Linked DNA regions of Danio rerio: region 2 is linked to region 1. Evidence: chromatin contacts called from public HiCAR-type data. All regions are on one chromosome and are shown on one strand. The core of a region is the stretch at or near the end of the contact, and the rest is flanking DNA. Distances in the headings are between cores, read along the strand shown. Region 1 overlaps pdzrn3b (PDZ domain containing RING finger 3b). Region 2 has its middle 48 kb from the start of pdzrn3b.

Region 1 (7,686 bases), core at 2,009-4,508:
AAAATAAATAAATACAGTATATATTGCTCAAGGGGGCTAATATTATTTTCCTTAAAATGGTTTCAAAATGTAAAAACTGCTTCTATTTTAGCTGAAATAAAATAAGTACAACTTTCCCCAGAAAAAAAAAATGTAGAAAATACTGTGAAAAATTCCTTGCTCTGATAAAACATAATTTGGGAAATATTTGAAAAGGAAGAAAAAATAAACTAATTCACAGGAGGGCAAATAATTTTGACGTCAATTATATATTCAAATAATAAGTGAAACACATTACATCCAGTCAAGTGCAATAATTCAGAAGATTGCAATACATGCAATAATTCAGTAGACCTGGAGTGTAAATGTAGCTAAGTCAATGTTTTGTTTATTGCACTGAACCCCAGAGTTTTCAACCTAAAAATGGATGCAGTGTTTCCATAAGTCTTCATTTTTTGAGGATTGAAAACTTAAAAAGCAGCATGGATGCCCAGCATAACCAGAGCAAATGCTGTTTTAAGCGCACTAGCAAACAAAGCAGTCTGTGATATCCTTCCTTTCTCGAACCATTTCTCTCAACAATATTATTCACAGCTTTCTCTCCACGTAGAGTTTATTTTTTCCTTTCTCATCTCTACCCACACCACTGCCTCTAAATCTCTCTCAGATTTCGTTCTCATAAACCCCCTCTGAGTCCATCTGGACCTACAGAGTGTGTGTGTGAATCATCTAGTGTGTAACGCTGCCCTCAGGAGATGACAGGCCGCCAAATACCCAAACACCTCTTCCTCCTATTAGCGTTCACTTTCCCAAAAGCTACTGCACTGCTCCCGGTACCAACAATCAGAATCTGTGAGTTTGTTTGTGAGTCTGCAAACACCGAAACTCCTCATGAGGCAACCGGGAGCAACACAAACTCAAAGGCAAAGAGAAAAACAGCATTTTGGGGCAGATTCACTAACAGCTTGGGCCAGTACAAACTCTCTTTTGACATTTAATAAAAAAAAAAAATTAATATAAACATGCAGTAAAAGTGTGGACAGTTGTTTTGGTGGCTGAACTTACTGCATATACACTTAAAGGGTTTTCCCTTTTAAAAAATATCATTTGTGGGAGAAGAGTATTTAAATTTGAGGATTAACTCAGATATAGCAAGAAATCCACTTGTATACAAGACTGTTTTCTATGCAGAAATTGTGTCAGAATTTAGTAAAATGTAAGGAATCTTTCAATCCAGCAACAAGTAAAAATATTCAAATAAAAACATGCATTACCTGCTCTACTCGTAATGTGGTCTATATGTTAAAATGTTCGTGCCATAGGAAAGTCATCATGTCAGTTGAAGTTGTGAATTACTAAACATAAATCGAGTATATGACGACAAGATATAACCTTGGCAGTAGGAAGACATTTTATAGATTTTGGACATGATGTTAAACAACTAGAATGTATAGGAATCGAAGAAGTATTTAAGTCACATAGAGGAGGTAATCTGAATAAAAGATTACAAATTACAAAGAGAAGCGTTCAGGAGTCATAAATTAAAATCACTTGTACCAAGAGGAATCCACATTCATATCTGTGCCCTGTTCCTTTTAAATATTCTAACATTGCTAAAACTGCACTTCTATTTTGAGCAATTCTAAAAGCTAGACAACACTGATTATTGACCTTATATAAGTTTATATAACTAAACATAAAGAAAATAAATCAGAAATCTCCCTTGTACTTCAGGGAAGCAATTGTACGACCATTCATGCACCTTCAGACTTTGAGTTCTTCTCAAACATCTTTAGACAAAGACAAATGGGCTCCTCTCCACAAAAGCACAGCTGAACTTTCTATTAAGTGTTTACTGAGTTAAACGCAGCCCTTGGGGGCAGCAAAAAGAGCATTCAGTGATGTCTGCTGGTTGTTTGAGGTTCAAATACAGAACAAATGCCAGTGTCTGGTCTGAGTTTGACCCTAAGATTCCAGCAGCCATACAAAAGTACATTAAAAAAACACAACACTTTACAGACCTCATGAGGTATTTTGTGTTGATGAGCTTTCTTTCTTTCTTTCTTTCTTTCTTTCTTTCTTTCTTTCTTTCTTTCTTTCTTTCTTTCTTTCTTTCTTTCTCTTTCACAATGATGGAACAGTGTACAATTAATCAACATTCTTCAGTGAATGTACATGCAAAAAGACAGAGTAGTCCCTATATGTCAGATGTTAAGACACCAAAATAAATAAAAAAATAAATAAATAAATAAATAAAAATTAATAAATAAATTATAAAAAATTTAATAAAAAACTGAAGTGTTGTTTGTTTATAAGTAAAATGATATCTTCAGTAAAGAATTTCAGAAGCTTATTTTTTTTCAATTTCCACTTTAATTAAGATTTAAAGTTTATTCTTCAATTTTGAAGGAAATGAATGTAATAGTAACAAATGCATAGTAATGAATGTAAATACTAACAAAATGTAATGTGATGGTAACATAACAGTGCTGATTTCAGATTTTAAGAACATAAGGATACTGCACATTCACATGCAATTGTATTCAGGAGGTCCTTTAATGTACTAAAAAAACTATAATAATAATATATAATAAGGAGTAATAATAATAATAAACTATAATAAGGAGTATACTGTTGTTATGGACCTGCACATGTCAAAAGAAATCGTGTAAAAGGGAATTAGAAGTGTCAATAAAAAGAAATAATGTCATAAGTTTAATCAATGGCAAACAGTGTCAACTAAATAAATATACACGAGTACACAAAGAAATAATAGTACAAATAATACAAAAGTGATATCTTGTGACAAATGAATATAGTTCCTGGTTAATTATAATCCAAACTTTAAATTGAGGCTCCTGTGATAGGACTATTCTGAATTCGTACATTGCAATAGCGATGCTGAAACGATACATTGTGCAGTCCTACAACTAGTATTAATACTACTAACTAATTTAATAGACTAAATAAATAAAAGTCACAGTATTGTAATATATTTTGTAAAAATATAAAAACTTGCATATTATAAAAATACATATATATCTAAAACAAATTCGAAAAGGATGAAAAAGTACACAGAAAAGGGTCTCATCTTTTAAAATGTTTAAATCTTTTATTTTTATTACAGAAATATTTACAAAATTAAGCAAAATCTGCAACATAAATGAGTGCTGTAAGTGTCGGAGATTACTGATTTGTCCACTAGAGGGATCTCTTCTCCTACTGTTTAACTCTAGTCTAATAATCAGCAATGGAAGGCCTGAATCCAGCTGGTCTCTTGGCAAACAGCAGGGCAAACACCACCGCATTCCCCCAGTCTCTTAAAAACAAGACCCTGTAACAGGTCAACAGAGACCTGCTTCAACAGACAACAGGCCAACTAAAGCGCCAAAGCACGTTTTTCAGTGAGCACATAAAATATTTAACAGTAACGGCACACCTGGCACCTAACAGCCCGTAAATCCTCACACTCTGACAGAAACAGTTGTGTAATGTACAGTTGGGTCCACTTTGCTGGACTGCACATGGTAATGCAATATTTGCCACCACAATGCTTAAACTAACAGTGCTTGTGTTTTGACATACATGGGGCAAAAAGACCTTATGTGCATAATGTAGGTGCAGTTTTGATTGAAGCTTTACTGTTGATGGTGGAGTTCAAGAACATGTGAATTCAGTGAGGATTTTAAGACTTAAAGCCCAGACATACACTCACCGGCCACTTTATTAGGTACACCTTACAAGTACCAGGTTGTATCCCCCTTTGTCTTCAGAACTGCCTTAATCCATTGTGGCATAGATTCAACAAGGTACTGGAAATAGTTGTCTAGGATTTTAGTCCATATTGCCAATTGCCAATCTACCACATCCCATAGATGCTCTATTGGATTGAGCTCTGGTGACTGCGAAGGCCATTTGAGTACAGGGATCTCATTGTCATGTTAAGGAAGCCAGTCTGGAATGATTTGCATTTTATGACATGGTCAGCAACAATCCTCAGGTAGGCTGTGGTGTTGACACGATGCTCAACTGTTACTAATGGGCCCATAGTGTGCCAAGAAAATATCTCCCACACTATTACACCACCACCAGCCTAAACCAATGACACAAGGCAGGATGGATCCATGTTTTCAGTCTGGCCATTCTCCTCTAATGTCTGGCATCAATTGCGGCCACAGAACTGCCACTTGCTGGATATTTTCTCTTTTTTAGACCATTTTCTGTCAACCCTAGAGATGGTTGTGCATGAAATTCCCAATAGATCAGCAGTTTCTGAAATATTCAGACCAGTTTGTCTGGCACCAACAACCATGCCACATTCAAAGTCACTTAAATCACCTTTCTTCCTTATTCTGATGCTCGGTTTGAACTGCAGCAGATCGTCTTGATCATGTCTACATGCCTAAATGCATTGAGTTGCTGCCATGTGATTGGCTGATTAGAAATTTGTGTTACCGAGCAGTTGGAGACCTAATAAGGTGGCCGGTGACTGTATAAACTTGTGACAGCTCTGAAGACAGGTGTGGTAAATGAGAAAAAGAGCTCTCAAAATTTATTTTGTACATTGCAACAGTTTGAGAACAATAGCATCACATTGTTAATAGTATCAAATTAACTTAACAAATTACACTTAACATATTCAATGCCTATTCTACAGTAAATGGTCCAATGGCTTCATAACACTTGGAAAAGACAAATAAATAATAGAGAATATAAGGTATTTACACTACTGTTTAAAGGTTTGGGCCTGGAAATCCTTTTACTATCGGTAATGCCCACCAAAGCTGAACTTATTATAATATTTTATAATTTTTTAATGTACAGCTCAAAACTACAGGCAACATTTATTTCAAGTTTAAAATAAAAATGTCATGTAGAACCGTTCATGATAAAATTTTTCTAACTTAAAATAAAAAGGCTACAAATGTTGTTAACAGGAGTTTAAATACAGTACTGGACACTTACTATACTGTAGGTATTTGTAGTTTGTTTTTGATTATATGTATGAAAATATTCATTCAATATATAAACGTATCCGTGACAGGTGGGGAAAGTCCAAGTGTGTAAGAGCGTCAGGCTTATATCTCAGTTCATTTCAGGTTTATTACATTCTTCCTTATGTCTAAGCCAAGTAAAGACAGGAAGCACCTGTGTGTGCTGGAGCTCCAGCAGAGGCACAGCTGCAGTGTGTGTGTGTGTGTACAGTTACCCAGCCATGCCACACCACACAAAAATAACCATCCAATCACTCAGTACAGAAACACCTCTGTCTCCTGTGTAGATTATCATAGAGCTGTTTACTTCAGCTATCTTAGATACAAAAAATCTGTTGCAATAAGCATATGCAAAACTAAGAAATCCATTAAAAAACAAACCAAGTGAAGTTTATTTCTAAACTAATTTTGAGTATATAACATGATTATGATTGACACGGCTGGCCACGAGTCAAGCTAATGTACGAACCACCAATCAGATGATTCCTAGCTCAGTATAAATAACCAAAGCCTCTAACCTTGGCCATCTTCATCTTGAAGAATCGCCCCTTCCAACCATTCTCCTCCTCTTTTTCCTCTATAGGGCATCACGGCGACAGAAAGAATGCCTCCGGTTCGGGTCTCTACCCGTCCAGTTGGCATTTCTCTGTGGAGAATGTTCTCCCCGTGCTCGTGTGGGTTTTCCCCGGGTCCTCCGGTTTTCTCCCACAGTCCAAAACATGAGACATTAGTAAATCGACTAAACCAAATCAGGGCCATAGTCAAATTCAACCAGCAACACACCCTCATAGTAATCCTGAGCTCAAACTACCCTCTCGCCCTGTAAACGGGAGAAAGCCCAGGGATCGAGGATCTCATGAGCTCAAGGCTCTCTCCCGGGACAGCATGCCAAACTAGCTTATTACCAATCATCAGCTAAGTGTGAACTCTTGAATTAAAGTTCGATAGCCCATTTCATTGAAGCAAAATTGCCTCAATGACTTTAACATGAAAACATTCACACATCTGTCCACATTCAGACGTCAACAGCACCTTTTAGTGTTTAAGAATGTGGCCTTAAAACCACTATAATATATTAAAGGAATATGCCACCTAAAAAATGAAAACTGTCATCATGTCACTTTTTAATATGTAAAATCACACATCTCAGGAACAAAATTGTGTGTACAGTCTCTTTAAATTTTTCTTCATTAGTCAAAATAAGCAACAACACAAGTGGAATTGTATCACACAATCATCATTCAACATTTAAGAGTCCTTCTAGTACACCATCTACACTGATTTACTTAACAGAAAATAACTTAACATTCTGCTAAATATCTTCAAAAGTCTAATGAAAACAGGTCAACAAATGACACAGGCTAAGTAAAAGATGCTAGTTTTTCTTCAGTCTCTGTGTGTGTGGCAACAGAAGCTGCTGGTCTGCACAAGTGTGGGTCTGTGCATAAGCGTGTCCTGCTTGCCGTTTGGTGTGTGGCTTGGCTTTACAGAGTCAGGAAAGGAAAGTGAATGTGGCCGCGGCAGCATGGAGTGCAGCAGCCTACAGTAAACATCTTTGTCACAAACTGGCCTGTAGAAACACCAGCAATCCCCACCACCTTGAAGACAGGCCATCTGTAGCATAGAAAAACAGCATCCACAGCGACATTCAAAGAGTTGTGTGTGTGCGTTTCTGCAAGTTTATGTGAAGAGGGAAGCTAAGTATACATGACTTAGCTGTGCTAAACTCCTTTTTCTTGGAAGAGCGTTTGGCACCACAGACTCTGAAAATACCCCTCGTGTTGTGAGGCACTTGGATGAAGCAAATAGCTGTGAAGACTGTGTGCAAAAATTATGTTTTCTTTGACAAACTTTAAGTCCACAACTAGTGACATCACTCGGCTCTTTTAAGGTAATATTAGTAGTGGTGCTTTTGATCGCTATATCTTAAACAAAAGGTTAAAGCAGGACCTAAAATGTATTCTTTTAATGTGAAAATCAATGTTGGCGAGTATACAAAAGTTGGAAAGTACACTCAAAAAAAAAAAAAAAAAGTATGCTGATTGTTCAAACTACTTATTTAAAATGAGCTGAAACAACACAATTCTGGAGAGTTTTTGGGGAAAACATAATCATTTTATGATCAATCCACTTAAATTTGTAACATTAAATTAATTGATTTGTGTTGGGAATTGTGTGAAATTAGGGCTGCACGATACTGTAACAATCTAACATTGTGATGATTTTTTTTTTATTTCTAATCAGCCAATAACATGGCAGCAACTCAATGCAATAGGCATGTATGATCAAGACGATCTAATGCAGTTCAAACTGAGCATCAGAATGAAGAATGTGATGAAATGTGATTAAAGTGACTTTAAACATGGCATGGTTGTTGGTGCCACACGGGCTGGTAAGAGTATTTCAGAAACTGCTGATCTACTGGGAAATATAAGAAACTATCTGCAAGCGTAGATAAATTGATAAAGAAAATGAACTGCGCTTTATTGTTTTCAAGGAGTTGAACTGAGTTTAAGTATACAGTAATTAAATCACAAATGTAAAAATAATGCTGCATAGTCTTTGTTTTCATTCATTCATTCATTTTCTTGTCGGCTTAGTCCGTTTATTAATCAGGGGTTGCCACAGCGGAATGAACCGCCAACTTATCGAGCAAGTTTTTACGCAGCGGATGCCCTTCCAGCTGCAACCCATCTCTGGGAAACATCCACAC
Region 2 (7,686 bases), core at 3,332-5,831, 130 kb after region 1:
GGTTGGCTTGTTTAGTTTGGTGGGACAGCTCAGATTGGAGAGTATGAATCTTTTAATCAGCACATGGGTCAGCTGAATGTCTATGCAGGGATTGTGTCCCTGGCCAAGACATCTGAACGCTCAACCTCAGTCAGATTTATATGATGGTTATTACTGAGTCTGAATGTGTGTGTGTCTGTATATTTGTGTATCTGCGGGCTTGTGCTTGTATGCGTGTGTGTAAAACCGCGCTCATTAAAAAGAGATGACATATATAATCAATGCGCGCGATTGTTAAATTTAGACGTGTGGAGGATATGGTTAAGCTGACTGAGACTTTTGCTCCTCTGTTCTGATTCCAGACTCGCTTATTTTTCTTTTTTTATGTCTCTCATGTCTTAAACATCAGGGCGGATTTGTTTTGTACAAGACTGGAGTCATTTAAAAGCAAAATTAGAACAAACAAAATATAAGAAATGCCCCTGTCTCCTTCATTCGGCTCAAAGAGTGTTGTCCCACAAACTACACGAGCACTTAACTCAAAACCTTAAGGTTTGCACAGCAGTTCAGCCAATATTCAAAACACCTCTGGCCAAACAGTAAATATATGCTCAATTGTTCATCTTTTTTGTGAATGCATTCATGTGACACTATTTTGGACTGAACTATGTACCTATCTCTGTATGTTGGGGTAACGCTTCGCAAGTCACTCAAGTTCATTCATTCTTTCATTCATTTTCTTGTCGGCTTAGTGCCTTTATTAATCTGGGGTCGCCACAGCGGAATGATCCAGCTGTTTTTACGCAGCGGATGCCCTTCCAGCTGCAACCCATCTCTGGGGAAACATCCACACACACATTCACACACACACTCATACACTACGGACAATTTAGTCCACCCAATTTACCTAAGGCATGTCTTTGGACTGTGGGGGAAACCGGAGCACCCGGAGGTAACCCATGTGAATGCAGGGAGCACATGCGAACTCCACACAGAAACGCCAACTGAGCCGAGGCTTGAACCAGCGACTCAGCGACCTGCTTGCTGTGAGGCGACAGCACTACCTACTGCGCCACTGCTTCGCCAGTAACTCAAGTTATGTAATAATATTACTTTTCTAAGTAATGGGCACAGTAACACATTACTTTTAAGAAATAAGTAATAGTATTTGAGTTACTTTTTGAAAATGTAACACAAGTTACCTTTGTTTAATCAATTAGGTTTTATTAAATAAATCGCTGAATTAAAATTAGTCATTATGAATCAAGCGCTCAGTGAGAGAATGAGTTGAAAGCAAAAGGGCATTGATTGTCCCAATAGACAGCATTTTAACTTAAAACAAATAGTACTACAGTAGCAAATGCATTGCTTTGAATGTTCAATAATCTGTATAACATTATGCTAAAATGTATCTTTTAAGAAATTTTAATTTAAATTTAAAAAAATATATTTTTAAAGATAAATGTAGGTTATACAGTGTGTTGTTAATTGCAGAGCACCTCTGTTAAAAAAAGAAAGAAAAAAAAGTTTTGAAAAATATCCAGCTTTAGCTAGTTAATAAAAAAATAACACAATAGTTACTCAAAAGTAAAGAAAGTAACTATGTAACGCAACTAGTTACTTTTTTGGGGAGCAAGTCAATATTGTAATGAATCACTTTCAAAAGTAACTTTCCCTAACATTACTTTTGACATAATTTTGACTTGACTCTAAATCTTGCATTCAGTACATTGTTAATATTTTTATTATAATAGGCTTTTCTTTTTCATTCAGTGTACATTTTTTGAAAAGACTCTAATACTGGCTGTTTTTTAGTTGACTATTTTAGTTGAAAAAAAAATGCAAAAAATACTTGTAATGAATAAATAACTTGTCTTTTATTTATTTATTTGTTTATGTATTTTTTTATTATTAGTTATTAAAATGTTATTATAATTAATTTATATGGATATATTGTTTACTTTTTTTAAAAACGTTTTTTTTCTTTAAAATTTATTATCATAAAAATATTTTGTTTAAATAGTTTTTTATTCAAAAAATAATTTTTTTATTTTTCAAATATTTCCCAAATATGTTTAACAGAGCATGGAATTTTTCACAGTATTTCTGATAATAATATATATATTTTTTATTCTGGAGAAAATCTTATTTATTTTATTTCGGCTAGAATAAAATCAGTTTTTATGCATTTTAATGTCAATATTTTTAGCCACCTAAGAAATATATTTTTTCTTATTGTCTTAATAACAAACAATCATTATACAATGACTTGCCAACACTGTCTATTTTTAGTGGACTAGAAGTCATATATTTTATCTTTAATTGGCATACATTTTTTAAAGTATTTATTTAATTTGTATATTTTTAACTTTTTTTTCTTTTTAAAAACTTTTTAAAAATTAATTCTTTAATTTATTATTATTATTTTAAATTTAGTTTAGATTTTTTTTTTACTTTTTTTTTTACATTTAGATTTTTTCTTTTTAAAATATTTTCTAAATAATGTTTAACAAAGCAAGGAGTTTTTTTTTCTTTTTTACAGCATTTCCCATAATATTTTTAATCTGGAGAGAGTTGTTTTATTTCGGCTAATCAGTTTTTTTTTTTTAAAAAAAAAGTAAAAATAGTTTAAAGGTCAACATTATTAGCTCCCCTCACGCAATATTTTTTTAATTTGTCTGAAGGAAAAACCATCGTTATACAATGACTTGCCTGTACTGGCTATTTTTTAGTTGACTATATTACATGTATTTTATCTTTAATGGGCTTAAAAAAAATCCTTTAAAATGTCAAAAACGTCTTTCAATAAATAACCTTATATAATTTTCCCTATGTTTTTTTTTTTACTTATTTATTTATTTATTTATTTTTATTTAAGATTATATATATATATATATATATAATATGCACAATGTAACACCTTTTCTGCGTTTTTTTAAGTATCAAAGTTGCTGCAATCATTTATTATTCACTATTTTTGAAATAAGAGAAAAACGTATGGACAAGCACAAGAATGGGTGATTTAATAAACATCAAAAGCATTACATCGCCCCCTTCTGGTAAACTCCTCACATCGCACCTTTATTTGTGCTTCTTGGCTTCTAAAATCATGTTTGACCTCTCAGCATTCAGACTGACCCCGTCCACCTTGTCCACATATAGAAAAACCCAGAACAATCTTCTTAACCTCAGCTGAACTGCACTGTGCTGCAGAAACCCTTTACTGTGCATTCCAGCAGCGTTTGGTTTGGACGGAGCTGCACGAGCACATCTGGGACTGGTTTAGCAAATCCCAAGTCCCTGCACTTTCACTTTAAATGTTACAATTCGTTTCCATGCTATAAATGAAGGTTAGGTGTGTTTATTTGAGTTGCAGACTTCAAAATTATACGTGGCCGTAACTGACCGTTTCCATATTTGTGTGATGAATCTGATTTACAGTTATAATGTGGCAAACCAAAATAAAATAAATACAGCTTTGCTGATGGAATTAGATTATCCAGGTTTGGTTGTGGCTTGCGAATGTACTTGGGATGTTATTTAGAATTGAAGATTTGGATCTGCTTCAGTTCATCAGTTGGAACACATAAAACAAAGTTCATTTAATGTTACTGTTGTTATTTATTATTGTCCATCTCTGACTTTTGTCCTCAATCCTATAGTTGCTCTCCAGATCTTCAGGATTTAACCTTGCCCATTGAAACTATACAAAACAGCAATATATACACATCTTTTTATAGCAATATTTCTTAAAATGTTTATAAAATTTGTAATGTATGTAAATATTTGTAATAACGTTTTTTTTTTTCAGGTTTAGCCTGTGGAGCAAATAATATATTTTCCCCCCTATTTGTTTTCAAGCTTAGGAATGCTTTGAATTAGAAGCTTTGAATTAGAATTTTGTATTATTATTTTTAAGTGGGTGTGGTATTATGGAAATCAGAAATTATTTTTTGTACATATGGAGAAATTTGTAAATGTGTTAAAGTAATACTTACATTTTAATCAATTCATTAGTTAAATAATTACAGTAGTAATTATTTAGTATCTATTAGTTTATTAGTATTTTTTAGTTTATTAGTAAAAATGAAGCACTTACGAACATATTTTAACGTTTAAATCGGTCACAGAATTAAAACTTATGTGTTACTCTTGTCTTGACCATACACTAAGAGAAAATGAAAGTAAAACTAATCTGACTGCAATCTGAGAAAAGACTGGAGCCATCAAAAAATTAAATATAACCTAATGCAGTTTTACTGTTTTTGATATTAATTATATTATTTATGAAATGACACCCCACATTTTATGCTAATGGTATATGTGTAGATACATTGTTCAGATTTTTATAAATCTAAAAACTTGCACTTATATTTTGTATGTTAACAACAACAATAATAATAATAATAATAATAATAATAATAATAATTATAATTATTATTATTATTATTATTATTATTATTATTATTTGTAAATTCTGCATCCTGTCTGCCAACTCCATTCAAATCCTTTCCGTCTGAAAGTCAGAAGACATTTGCAGTTCAGTTGTGAACCAGCGTCTGTTGTCTAAGCTTTTATTTCCACCACAAGGGGGCAGTATGAGAACAGTTGATCTACTCCTCCAGGCAGCTCCTTCAGATTTATGTGCTTGTTCCCTGAGAGGGTAATCAGCAGGTTGTCAAATAAGAATCATGCATCACTCATCAGGGAGCGCCCGCTCTGTCCTTCTTCTTTCTCCGGCAGATCTGTTCCAGCCCAGATCCAGAGGAAGGTGCTTTGCATTCATACGGCTTCATCTGTAGCTTGATGATCACAACGACGATTACTAATATATGATTAGTTTAATTCTTTAAATGAATAAACGATTCAATAAATGTTTAGTCTGATAATAGAGGTTTTGTAAATAAATAATAATAATAATAAAAAAATCTAAAAAAAAAATAATAATAATAACCCCCCCACACACATATAAAATATTATTAAAAGCATATTCAGAGTGCGAATTACAGGGGGGTTGCAATTAACGCTTGATCCCCTCTTAAGGACATCAAAACAAAATGTTAAGGGGTGGTCAGCCCTTTAATATTAAGAAATAACTTTCTCTGATCTATATCTTAAATATTAATAATTTAAAAAGTATTGTAGAAATATACATCTGATCCCCCCCTATAATGGTTAATACTATTGTAAATGCATAACTGCGCAAAATCAATGCTAAGCAAAATATCATTCAACAGTCTGAACCTGGCAGTTCTAGAGCACCAGAAGGCATCTTAAGTATTCACAAAACACGTTTCTTGTAAAATAGGTGTTTATATATGCATGTAGCTTAAAAAAAAGAAAAAATAGACACATTTTGTATAGTTTGACCTTAAGTAACTCCTAAAATAGTCACTAAATAACCCTCAAAAGACTAAAAAGGTAAACATTGTATTAATAAATTAGATGTAATTTAAATGCATTCATGTATTTGATTCACTGAAGCACCAAACAACTACTGAAATAAGTTGACCCCCCACCATCAACACTGAGCATACTTAAATATATAAGTACCTTCCCACATAATATAATCATGTGTAAATGCTTTTTGTGTTTTAACCGTACTATTCTAAATCTGTTGTGGTGATATAATAATTTATATAATAATTTATATAATAATTTATCACAGCAACAAATATAAACAAGTTACCCAAAACTGTTGCTTTTTTCAAGTTATAGGGTGTAGTACATCACAATACATCATAGTTTACTGTGGTAACCAGGTGTGTACTGGACATTTCAAAAGTGAGGCTGAATGAGTTCCAAAAGTTTGTTTATATAATTGTTAATCACTTGTTTCTTAATGGTCTGGCTCTAAAAATAAGGAGGGGCATATTCCCCCCTGTTTGCTACACCCCTGGTAGTAACAACTAAAGTATACTACAGTGTTTATTACAGTTTGTTAATGCTACAGTATGCCGTAGTGTTCATTAACAAAGTTGTAAATACTATAATATAAAGTATAAAACACTTGAGTTTGCTTAAATTAAGACACTATTTACTGTAAATTCTTTTTGTATTTTTTCATGTGGGCTGACTTTAAAATGACTTTGCCTTTTGGCTGACATAATTTAACCTTTATTTTTCAGCCCCCTCAATTTACAATTTTACATGTATTCTGGTTTTATTCTGAAGAACATTAGTGAAGTAAAAACTGTGTTGTAATTACAAAAGTAAAACTGTAAGGTTTATTAAAAGCAGCCTTTTTATAATTAAAACCTTCAGCATAGTTGGCACAAGTGCTCTGAAAAGACACCAGCAAATAAATATTTCTCCTTCGCTTGAATCATTGTGTAACATTTATCAAAAATGCCTTTCACAAGGGAGCGGGCGTAATTGGAAAAAGGGTAACCTTAAGTCTCAAGGCTTGATGATTGTCATTTCCCCCGGCAGATTAAGAATCATGAATGTTAAAAAGACTGCATATAGTAAAGTTCATGTTGGTAAGAATTTCTCAATTTAAAGAAGAGTAAGATACAAAAAAGGGAAAAAGGTAGTGGTTTAGAGCCAGGCTGTTCAGTTTAAAGTGCAGTCCTTCTAAAATGGGGCTGAAAAGAGGTTTTTAGTTAGTGCCAGATTGCATTCCACACAGTTCATTACCCAGCACTTACAGAGAGGACAAAGGTATCCCTTTGTATTATACATTCAAGGCTGACGAGACCAAATTCCATTTCAAGTCAGGTGTAGAAGGGAAAGGCCGTTTGAGGAGTGAAAAAGGAGGAGGAGGAAAAAAGCATTGGTTGTGGGGATTAAACCCTGTCAGGTGAAGTTGTGTGAAGGACTAGGGTAACCTTTTACTTTATTCAGCAAATGGGAACAGGTCACAGGCATGGCAGGGCTGAACATATACGAGAGCAAATGTGTTGAAGCTCAAAAGAAGGCTAGAATGCTGAACTTTGATTCAAATGATGAATGCAACCTTTCCTGCCAATGGTTTATATCAAGTAAAATTGAATAAGTGCACTAAAAAAAAGTCTAATGCGCTAACTGGTGGACTGCTTAGTGTTTAAATGGCAGCTATAGCATGGTGTTATTATATATTAACTGTTGTGCATCCTTATGATCATTTTAGTGTTTTCCATTTCATTTTTAGTCATCATTTTGCCTGTTTATCCAAACAACATCAATTTGGACCAAAAGTATTTTTTATTTAAATTTTATATTGTATATTGTTGTAAAATTGTTACACTTCACCCTCATTTTATTTAATAACTATGTTTTATGCTATACTTTCACAATTAAATTTTATTCAAGTTTATTTGTATAGCACTTTATACTATAATTATTGTGGATAATAGGTGCATATTATTGCATTACAATCAAATTAAATAAGTTACAATCAGATATAAGTTATTATATACTGTATAAACATAGTTAATCTGCAGTTTTATAGAATATAGGAGATGTCTGTGTGTATACTGTAAATGTGTGACTGCTAATGTTAATGGTGTGATGCTTTTACAGAAGGAACACGTTTGAACAAGGGCAACATGGTGACTCAGTGGCTGGCACTGTCAGCAAGAAGGTCGCTGGTTCGAGTCCCAGCTGGGTCAGTTGACATTTCTCTGTGGAGTTTGAATGTTCTCCCTGTGTGGGTTTCCTCCGGGTGCTCCGGTTTCCCCCACAGTCCAAAGACATGCTATATGCGAATTAAATGACCTTAATTGG

What was found. HiCAR-type assays count read pairs that join an accessible place to other places.
Region 2: a HiCAR-type map of caudal fin shows a contact between it and region 1, with 6 times the contacts expected there. The contact joins two enhancer-like sites. A contact is called at or near these places in 8 of 18 Hi-C or Micro-C datasets (caudal fin, embryo, hematopoietic stem cells and 1 more) and 1 of 4 datasets of contacts at active chromatin or transcription factors (caudal fin).

The regions. Positions count from the first base shown.
Region 1 is chr6:46,841,798-46,849,483 of GRCz12tu, forward strand. The region is part of intron 3 of pdzrn3b (PDZ domain containing RING finger 3b); the gene reads right to left. Among named protein-coding and RNA genes, the nearest start is that of pdzrn3b, 79 kb to the right of the region's middle. Within about 2 kb of position 3,259, at least 16 of the 62 cell types and tissues checked have an H3K27ac peak or open chromatin away from gene starts, as enhancers often do.
Region 2 is chr6:46,969,425-46,977,110 of GRCz12tu, forward strand. No RefSeq gene overlaps it. Among named protein-coding and RNA genes, the nearest start is that of pdzrn3b, 48 kb to the left of the region's middle. Within about 2 kb of position 4,582, at least 5 of the 62 cell types and tissues checked have an H3K27ac peak or open chromatin away from gene starts, as enhancers often do.